2 separate regions of the Sus scrofa genome follow, and region 2 is linked to region 1. The links are chromatin contacts, called in public HiChIP or PLAC-seq maps. All regions are on one chromosome and are shown on one strand. The core of a region is the stretch at or near the end of the contact, and the rest is flanking DNA. Distances in the headings are between cores, read along the strand shown.

What was found. HiChIP or PLAC-seq counts read pairs in DNA pulled down with a chosen protein or histone mark.
Region 2: an H3K27ac HiChIP or PLAC-seq map of alveolar macrophages shows a contact between it and region 1. The contact joins two enhancer-like sites. A contact is called at or near these places in 3 of 47 Hi-C or Micro-C datasets (embryonic fibroblasts, liver and psoas muscle) and 1 of 2 datasets of contacts at active chromatin or transcription factors (alveolar macrophages).

Annotation. Positions count from the first base shown.
Region 1 is chr7:31,769,053-31,773,893 of Sscrofa11.1, reverse strand. It overlaps SLC26A8 (testis anion transporter 1), which reads left to right. Exons shown (of 21, transcript XM_003356617.4): 4 at 900-1,039. Among named protein-coding and RNA genes, the nearest start is that of MAPK14, 20 kb to the left of the region's middle. Within about 2 kb of position 2,468, at least 2 of the 83 cell types and tissues checked have an H3K27ac peak or open chromatin away from gene starts, as enhancers often do. A contact at or near this core is called in alveolar macrophages, where this site is marked.
Region 2 is chr7:31,843,512-31,848,371 of Sscrofa11.1, reverse strand. All of the region lies in intron 8 of MAPK14 (mitogen-activated protein kinase 14), which reads right to left. Among named protein-coding and RNA genes, the nearest start is that of MAPK13, 35 kb to the left of the region's middle. Within about 2 kb of position 2,936, at least 21 of the 83 cell types and tissues checked have an H3K27ac peak or open chromatin away from gene starts, as enhancers often do. A contact at or near this core is called in alveolar macrophages, where this site is marked.

The sequences.
Region 1 (4,841 bases), core at 1,219-3,718:
CACGACGGGAACTCCTGGATGATCTAAAGATTTAAAATAGGTTTTCTCAATCTCAGTGCTGTTGGCATTGTGGACCATAAAATCATTTCTTGTGGAGAGCTGTCCTGTGCATTGTAGGATGTCTAGTGACATCTCTGGCTTCTACCCACCAGATGCCAGTCATGACAATCAAAAATTTCTCCAGACATTGCCACATGTCCTTTGGGGAACAAAATTGCTTCTGGTTGTTATCCACTGAGTTAAAGGACAATAAAGCCTTATTTTATTGCCTTTTCTTTACGTGGATAACTCCTTATGCATGGAATTCCATATTCTATATTTTCTATAAATTTCTACGCATAACAGGTCAAAGCCATACAGAGTTAATGCTTGGTAAAAATGTTAGTATACAGGAATGATATGTGTTAACTTCCTGCCCTCCACCAATATCACATCTCAAAAACCTGTCCTTACCAAGAGGATGTAGTAACTATCCATTTTGCTACTGGAAAATCTTGGTGGGTTGAATTCTTTTCAAACATTCTGTAAAAACACAGACCTGATTTGTATGCTGGACTTACAGGTCTGAGTTTTTGTCATGTTTATGGTACTGGTTCTCAGCCAGAGGTGGTAGTCTCCCCCAGAGAACATTTGGGAATGTCTGGGGACATTTTTGGTTGTCACAGCTGGTGGCGGGGGGGCTGCTACTGGCACCTAGCAGGTAGAAACCAGAGATGCTGATAAAATATCTGCAATGCATAGGACAGCCCCACAATAGACTTTCCAGTCTAACATGTCTAAATGTCAATAGTGCTGACAAGAAACTCCGTGGCATGGGAAGAAATATGCACTGTGCCTTTTCCTGGCTATGTGGGCTTTTTCTTTGGAGAACCAAATCAAGTCTCTGTCCTTTCTTACAGCTGCTCATGGCACAAGTTCCGAAGATGCATGCTTACAGTATTTCCCTTCCTAGAGTGGATGTGTTTGTATCGATTCAAGGATTGGCTTCTTGGAGACTTACTTGCTGGTATAAATGTTGGCCTTGTGCAAATTCCCCAAGGTAAGTTAGATATGAAGGCTTTTCACCCTCAGACAAGACACCAGACCTAGTCCACTTGCCCAGAGTAAACAAACTACTTATGCTTAGATGAAAGGGGAAAAAAATGTGAATTCCATTCACATCGTTACCGTTTGTTTCCTTCTCTGCCAAATTTCTAACTCTTCTAGGGTGGTTCCAAAAGTCTCAGTTTAGACCCCTGAATATATTCGAGAGTTTTGTAATGCCCACTCATGGTTATTTTTCTTTTGCTTAACTAGTCACTTACGTAATCACATGACTGCAATAGACCCCACTTGGCATGAGTTTTACTTAGAAAGGTGAAGCTTGGAGTTCTCATTGTAGCTCAGTGGGTTAAGAACCTAGCTAGTATCCATGAGGATGTGGGGTGGATCCCTGGCCCTGCTCGGTGGGTTAAAGATCTGGTGTTGCCACAAGCTGCGGCATAGGTCACCAATGCAGCTTGCATCCTGCATTGCTGTGGCTGTGGTATAAGCTGTGGCTCCGATTTGACCCCTAGCCTGGGAATTTCCATATACCACAAGTGTGGCTCTAAAAAGACAAAAAGAAGGAAGGGAAGAAGGAAGGGAGGAAGGGAAGAAGGAAGGAAAGAAGGAAGGGAAAGAAAAAGTTGAAGCTTTGGAAACACAGCACGCTAGTATCCCTCCAGCAAGTCACACACACAGCAGTTCAGAGGCTACTGTCTGTTCTTCCAAGTGGCAGTTCAAGTGTAAGACAGCAAGATAGCACAGACAGGTGGGAGCTCTCTGGGCTTTAGAAGCCTCATTTCCCAAATAGGAGCCAGCATCTCTTGTAATTCCTATAACTGTTGGGTCCAGGGGTCCCACAGCCCCGTTACAAGAGTCATTGTGCTCTGAGAAGCTCCAAGCTAGGGCTTCCCCCAGGATATTTATCTTTCATTCACAGTCCCTTTGGTGCAGATAGAGGATACTAATGGAGGCTCATTTTACCATAATTCCTTTTGGCTGGTAACCCAGCTGACATTCCACCATTCTCAGGTTTCCAAAGAAATAGAGCTAGAAAGTTAACCTGAGATCAAATTTATCAGAAGATAAAAGATTTTGTATTCATCCTTTACTCAGAGTAGTTCACAATTCCCTGCATAGTCTTTAAACACCTCTAATTCACTATTCTTCTAGGGCCAACCAAGGAGAGTTGCAACTTGTGGCTGAACAGGTTGTATAAAGCACAAATGAAGCCAACCAAAGGAGCAAATGGCAGCTGAAATTCGTGTCTGGCTTAGGGATGTTAGTTGGAAAAAAGGGATCCCCTTTAAGAAATTAATTATCATACAGTAAAATGGACTTCTTTCATATAGTTCTATGCATTTAAACACATGTGTGTAGATTGTATAACCACCACCGCGATCAAGCTGTGTAATGGTTTCATCAGCCCCAGAACTCTTGTGCCATCACTATTTAGTCACATCCTCTGCTCACCTCTAACCGCTGGCAACCACTGATCTGTTCTCAGTCACCATGGTTCTGTCTTTTGGCGAATGTCATATAAATGGTGTCATATAGTATGTAACTTCTGAAGGGTGGCTTCTTGAATTCAGCATTATGTCTTTGAAATGAATGTGAACATATACGCATCGATGTTTACTCCTTGGAGTTCCCCTGTAGTGCAGCGGGTTAAGGATCCGGCATTGTCACTGCTGAGGCGCAGGTTCAGTCCCTTGACCCAGGAACTGCCACATGCTGCTGGCACAGCCCCCAAAAATTTTTTTAAATAGTTTATTCCTTTTTATCGCACTATTCCATTGTATGGCTATAACACAGTTTGCTTATCCATTCACTTATTGATAGGCATTTTGTTTCCAGTTTTGTGCCTTCACAAATAAGGTTGCTGTTATCATTCAAGTATAGGTTCTTGTGTGGACATAGTTTTCATTTCTCTAAGGTAAATAACCAGAAGTTGGTATCATCGGTCCTATGAGAAGTATATGTTTACCCTATATAAGAAACTCCCAAGCTGTTTTTGCAGAGTGGCTGTACCCTCCCATTTTACATTCCCACTAACAATGTATGAGAATTCAAGTTCCTCTCCACTCTTGTCAGCACTTGATATTGTCAGTATTTTTAAATTAAACCTTCTGTTTTGAGATAATTATAGAATCATGTGAATTTGTAAGAAACCACAGGGAGATCCCTTGTATCCTTTACCAACTTTCCTCAGTGGTAACATCTTACAAAACTACAGCCCAGCCTCACATCCAGGACGTTAACATTGATGCAGTTGAGATACAGACCATTTCTACCACCACGAGCCTCCCTCATCTCGCCCTTTATGGTCACGGCCCCCTGCTCCCTGCCTCATCCCCCTCTTCATACCCCACAGTCACTAATCTGTTCTTCATTTCTATAATGTTGTCATTTCAAGAAAGTTACAGAAATACCCTTTGGTATTGGCTTCTTTCACTCACTGTAATTCTCTGGAGATTTATCTAGGTTGTTGTGTATACCAATAGTTTATTCCTTTTTATTTCTGAGTAGTAGTACGTGGTATGGCTATACCACAGTTTGTTTAAACGTTCGCCCTTGAAAGACATCTGGATCATCTGTAGCTTTTGGCTATTACAAATACAGCTATCATGAAACATCTGTGGCGTTCTCTTGTGGCACAGCAGGTTAAGGATCCAGCCTTGTCACTGCTGTTGTGTGGGTTTGATTCGTGGCCTGGGAACTTTCATATGCTGTGGGTGTGGCAAAAAAAAAAAAAAAGAAAGAAAGAAAAGAAAAAGAGTTTGTAGGTAATGAACATAGCTCTTCATTTCTCTGGAATAAATGTCCAAGAGTGCAGCTGTTGGATTATATAGTAGTGGCACGTTTAGTTTTTTTAGAAACTGCCAAGCTATTTTCTGAGCTGCAGCTGTGACTTACACCACAACTTTGGCCACAGTGGCTCCTTTAACTCACTGCACCAAGCCAGGGGTTGAACCCATGGCTCTGCAACAATCCGAGCTGCTGCACTTGGATTCTTTTTTTTAAGTTTTTTAAAATTTTAAGTGACTTTTATTTTTTCCATTATAGCTGGTTTACAGCGTCCTGTCAATTTTCTACTGTACAGCACACATAGATATATACATTCTTTTTCTCACATTATCCTCTATCATGCTCCATCATAAGTGGAACTAGATATAGTTTCCAGTGCTATACAGCAGGATCTCATTGCTTATCCGTTCCAAAGGCAATAGTTTGTGCATCTATTAACCTGAAATTCCCAGTCCATCCCACTCCCACCCCCTCCCCCTTAGCAACCACAAGTCTGTTCTCTAAGTCCATGATTTTCTTTTCTGTGGAAAGGTTCATTTGTGTCATATATTAGATTCCAGGTTTAAGTGATATCATATGGTATTTGTCATTCTCTTTCTGACTTATTTCACTTAGTTTTAGAGTCTCTAGTTCCATCCATGTTGCTACAAATGGCACGATTTTGTTCTTTTTTATGGCTGAGTAGTATTCCATTGTGTATATGTAGCACATCTTCTTAATCCATTCAGCTGTCAATGGACATTTAGGTTGTTTCCGTGTCTACGGGTACATGTGTCTTGCAGTCAGAGTCTTTTTCTTTTTTTTTTTTTTTTTTTGCTTTTTGCTTTTTAGGGCCGTACTTGTGGCATATGGAGGTTCCCAAGCTAGGAGTGGAATCAGAGCTGCAGCTGCCAGCCTACACCACAGCCCACAGCAACAACAGATCCTTAACCCACTGAGCAAGGCCAGGGATTGAACCTGTGTCCTCATGGATGTTAGATTCAGTAACTGCTGAGCCATGATGGGAACTC
Region 2 (4,860 bases), core at 1,687-4,186, 74 kb before region 1:
CCCACTGAGCAAGGTCAGGGATTGAACCCACAACCTCACGGTTCCTAGTCAGATCTGTTAACCACTGAGCCACGACGGGAACTCCACATCATGTGCTTCTAAGATAAACTGCTACCTCGGCAATATCACTAATATCAAATTAATCTTGTCTACCCTTTGCAATGCTTAAGTTACTTTTATGCACTTGCCATAACTATGTAGGAGAAAATTTTTTTTCTTATTCCTATACTCAATATGATAATTATTTAAGTTCCCTATTCTGATACTCAATTTTATTACGCCCAATTCTATACTAAAGTTGTTGAAAAGTAGGATGTGTGGTATTTCACACAAAATAAAGACATTACATTATTAGGCCAGGCACTTAGTGTTGTTTTCCTTTAAAAAAAAAAAGGATTAATGATGGCTATAAGCTATCATTTTACCCACACTTTTTCTTTTAGATATTCCTGTGACTAACAGCACATACCTACAGGGCATATTGTTGAGGGTGGGTGACAAGACTGAGCAAGAGCTGCTAGTAGCTATCCCCAGACAGGGAATTAATTTGCTCTCTCAGTCTCATTAGCACTAGTCATTAAAAAACTGAGCTCCTTCTCGACCCCCACTCCCTTGCCCCCGAGTCCTCTCTATTGGCCAATCTTTCTAAGCAAATGCATTTTAAACAAAAAGCACCCCCCTCTCCAAGCATCCTTCCATATCTTCTTTGATTCACTCCAGGATGGTTTCTGCATTTGATAAAGCAAAAGAAAACACTCCTTCAGTGCGTTTTCTTCAGACACTGTGGCTGATAACTCTGACAATGACTTTTATTTTTTTAATTTTTATTGTTTTGTCTTTTTAGGATCGTACCCGAAGCATATGGAGATTCCCAGGCTAGGGGTCGAATTGGAGCTGTAGCCGCCGGCCCATGCCACAGCCACAGCATCGCCAGATACGAGCCACGTCTGTGACCTACACCACGGTTCATGGCAACACTGGCTCCTTAATCCACTGAACAAGGCCAGGGATCAAACCTGCATCCTCATGGATACTAGTCAGATTTGTTTCCAATGAGCTGTGATGGGAACTCCTGACAATGACTTTTAAAACAGCGTGCAACCACATGAGATTAAAGTTTACATCATGTTATCAGAACATCTATGCTCAATTCTGTCAAGTGACTCAGTGCGTGACTTCAGCAAGGCTCAGCCTTTCTGTGCTTTTGCTTCCTTCTCTTAAATAAATGAATGAAACAAATTAAAAGCCTGCCTCTGGTACTCAGCAGTCTTTCCAAATGGGCAAAAGGACCCCTTCGGTCAGAAATGCTGGGAGGAGAATCCAGGAAGGCACAGCTGGATCTTGGCTCCAAGGCTCTTTTCTCCTTTTATCCAGCTGCCTGGCAGCAGACAGAAGGGAAAAGGGAGAGAGACTGAGCTTACATGATTTCTCTCATGTCTATGGCCCAAGAAAATGACCACCAGTAGGAAGTCAGAACCAAAGTAAGCCAGAGTCACATTCCCATGGCTTCTCCTTGCTTAGAAGGAAAGCATTAGTGCCAAAGCTTTTTCTCAGGTTAGTCAAACTTGCAATTACAAAGGCAGGTGGTGGGAGGAAAGATTTACAACCTATTCCTGTGAATCTGAGGTTTTAGGAGCAGGGCTGTTACCTCTGACAGTCTGGAGACAGGGGAGAGAGGGACCCCTGTTGGGAATAGACCTCCTTACACAGGAGGTGTGAGCTCTCTATTCTAAAACAACAGAAAGCAAGTAACTTCCGTAAAAGGGCAAGTCAGTGCAGACGATGCACATTTCATTCTTTTGGTGATAAAACTAGACTAATACATGGCAAAGCTCATGCTCTAAGAATAAACACTAACCAAAAGATGAAAAGAGCCCTTGAGTATATGTAAAACTTTGAGGAAGAGAAAGTCATGACTGGAGAATAGAAATAACACATTTTTCATTAATCTCTTGGAATGAATTAGAATCTCAAATCTCATTTACTAGGTGGGATACAACCGCCCAATACAAGCTCCCATGATCTAGAATTATATACCCAGATAGAGAGAAAATGAAACACACTCATGCATGTGCACAGCCAGGTACATGTATGTACACACACACACACACACACACACACACACACACACACACCGCAGAAATCAGCACACAAAGGGCACATGTGCTTACAAACACACCCGGGTCAAAGTACAGACTGATGGAAGGCAAGTGGCAGAGGCTCCCCACAGGGCAGATAATCACAATCAAAGCATCAACTCACAGACTCTGAGGAGATTTTCTTCAAAAGCTCAGCCCCTGGGGTTCCAACGAGTCTTAAAATGAGCTTCAACTGATCAATATCTAATGGTGGACTATAAAGGAAAATGTTGGGACAAAATAAAAATGAAAACAAACAAACAAACAACAAATAAAACAAACAAAATACCCCAATAACAAAAATTTAAACCCCAAACCAAGCCACAACGGTGAATTCATTTAGGTCAAGGCTTCTGCAGGACGGACACTTCAAGTAGAACATGCTCCTCCTGTACAAAGACTCAAAACACTACCACACCCGTATCCAACTTATATTCCTTTTGTGCATCTGTCAACATCCCCTATCAGGAAAGTGAGGCGACTTTAGCTGGGTACTTAGCTGCCAAAGGTAGCAAGTGAAAACACAAAAGCTGCACTTAGTCCACATGCTCAGACCACACCTGTCTCCTTACCTTCCACCAAAGCATCAATGGCCAGTCAAGCATAGAGTGGTGGTCAGCAAAGCCACAGAGGAGAAGGAGAGAGCAGAGGAGCGAGGGATGCACGAGCCTACCCGGGAATGTTCCCCTAAGGCTTGACCTATGGAGCTTGTAATATGACAGGGGCCTGACCACTGGAGCACGTCCTCCAGAAAACCTCTCTGCGCACACTGGCTGTGGAGGCAGAGAACTGAGTGACAAGTGGCCAGCAGAGGGCTCCACATTAATGCAGTACGCAGAGGCTTCAACCTTCTCAATGCATCAATAAACCTCACACCCCACAAAAGCTCTAAATGAGAGGCCACAATGCCCAAACCTTTATTGTGGCAGCCAACTCTTCTATGTATACTCACTACGTGTGTGCACGTATTAACCAGAAGATAAAACCCTTCCATGTGTTCTTATTGCTTTTAGCCTTGCCTAAAAAGCTAAAAGGAGAGAAAAAAAAATCTTATAAAAATAGCTTTCAATATTCCCTATGAAACTACCACAACACATAAATCAACTCTAATGAAAAAAAATAATATTCCCTATGAAAATGTGAGCAGTTTATGCACAGTCTATACTGGCATGAGGGGAAAAGAGGGAAGGATGACTGTCCTCTTCCGTCAGGCTTTTCTGCATGATTAGCGCATTCTTAACTTCAGGCCTCGGCTTAAACTTCCTCTCCTCAGAGAGGCTTCCCCCAACACTCTATACAAAGAAGCTCTGCCCACCCCCTTCCCTGTTGCCCCCCAGCACAACCTTGAGAACAGCACTGTGCTCAGCACAATCTATTACTGTGTTTGCTTCCTGTGTCTGTCACCTCTAGGATCTGCAGCTCTGTGAGGAGAGGGGCTGCCCTACCTGTTCACCTGCTGCATGGTGGGTCCTCAAAATAGATGAGAAGGTACAGCAGGATGGAGAGGAGAGAGAATGGAAGAAAATATTCCTGTTTATGACTATGCATACTAAAACAGTATAGTGTGACTTAAAACCAATGACCTCTGCGAGCCACAGATGCCTGAGTTACAGGAATTAGTTATGCAACAATATCTTGCCCTGTTCTCTGCCTCCCCCCCCCCCCCCCGCCCAGATATGAAACTGGCCTAAATGCAAGAAAATTCTAGACAGGAGTTAGCAAAGCCTAACCTGTTGCCTGCTTTGAAAATAAAGCTGTGTTGGAATACAGCTGAGCCACGGGTTCACATACTGTCTATGGCTTCTTTCACCATACACAGCAGAACAGACTGGTTACAACAGAAACTGTATCGTTCCTGAAGCATAAAATATTTACCATCTGGTCCTTCAAGAAAGGTTTGTAGAACCCCATCTGAGACCCAAACAACTTACATTCTATAGGAAACAAGGATAATTAAAAGCAAGTCCACTCACAGAAGTTATTTCTGAATTAAGAATGGTAGAGAACTTTGTTATCTGCGAACGGCAAAAATCAATGTGTTCTTAATGTTAAAATTTCAATATTTCTTCAAGGTGTTGTCAAGAAAACAATCTTTTTTTTCCTTTTTTTTCTTTTTGGCTTTTTAGGGCCGTACCCCCGGCATACGGAGGAGGTTCCCTGGCTAGGCGATGAATCAGAGCTGCAGCCACCAGCCTACGCCAGAGCCACAGCAATGCAGGCAACAGCAATCCGAGCCGCATCTGCAACCTATACCACAGCTCATGGCAACATCGGATCCTTAACTCACTGAGCGAGGCCAGGGATCAAACCCACAACCTCACAGTTCCTAGTCAGATTTGTTTCCACTGTGCCACAATGAGAACTCCCAGAAAACAATCTTAAAGCGTACATTAACAGAGACTGAGCAGGGAACAGGGACAGATACCATCAAATTAACTGTACTACAATAATCTTAGTACAGGATCATCTTTGTTTATTTAAAATGATTCAGTTTATGAAAATTTAGTTCCCTCACATTCTTAAGGAACAAATTTAACTTGGTAGCTATCCCACAAAATAAAGTATATCACATAACGTGAAAAAAAAATGGACTACTTAAATTCTCAAATAGGTAGTTTTACAATATACGCATCAAAATTAATCTCTAGAAATAACGCTGTGGAGACTGACACTCTTGTTTTAGACTTCTGACTGCTGAAAATGAGTCAGGTTTCACACTCCC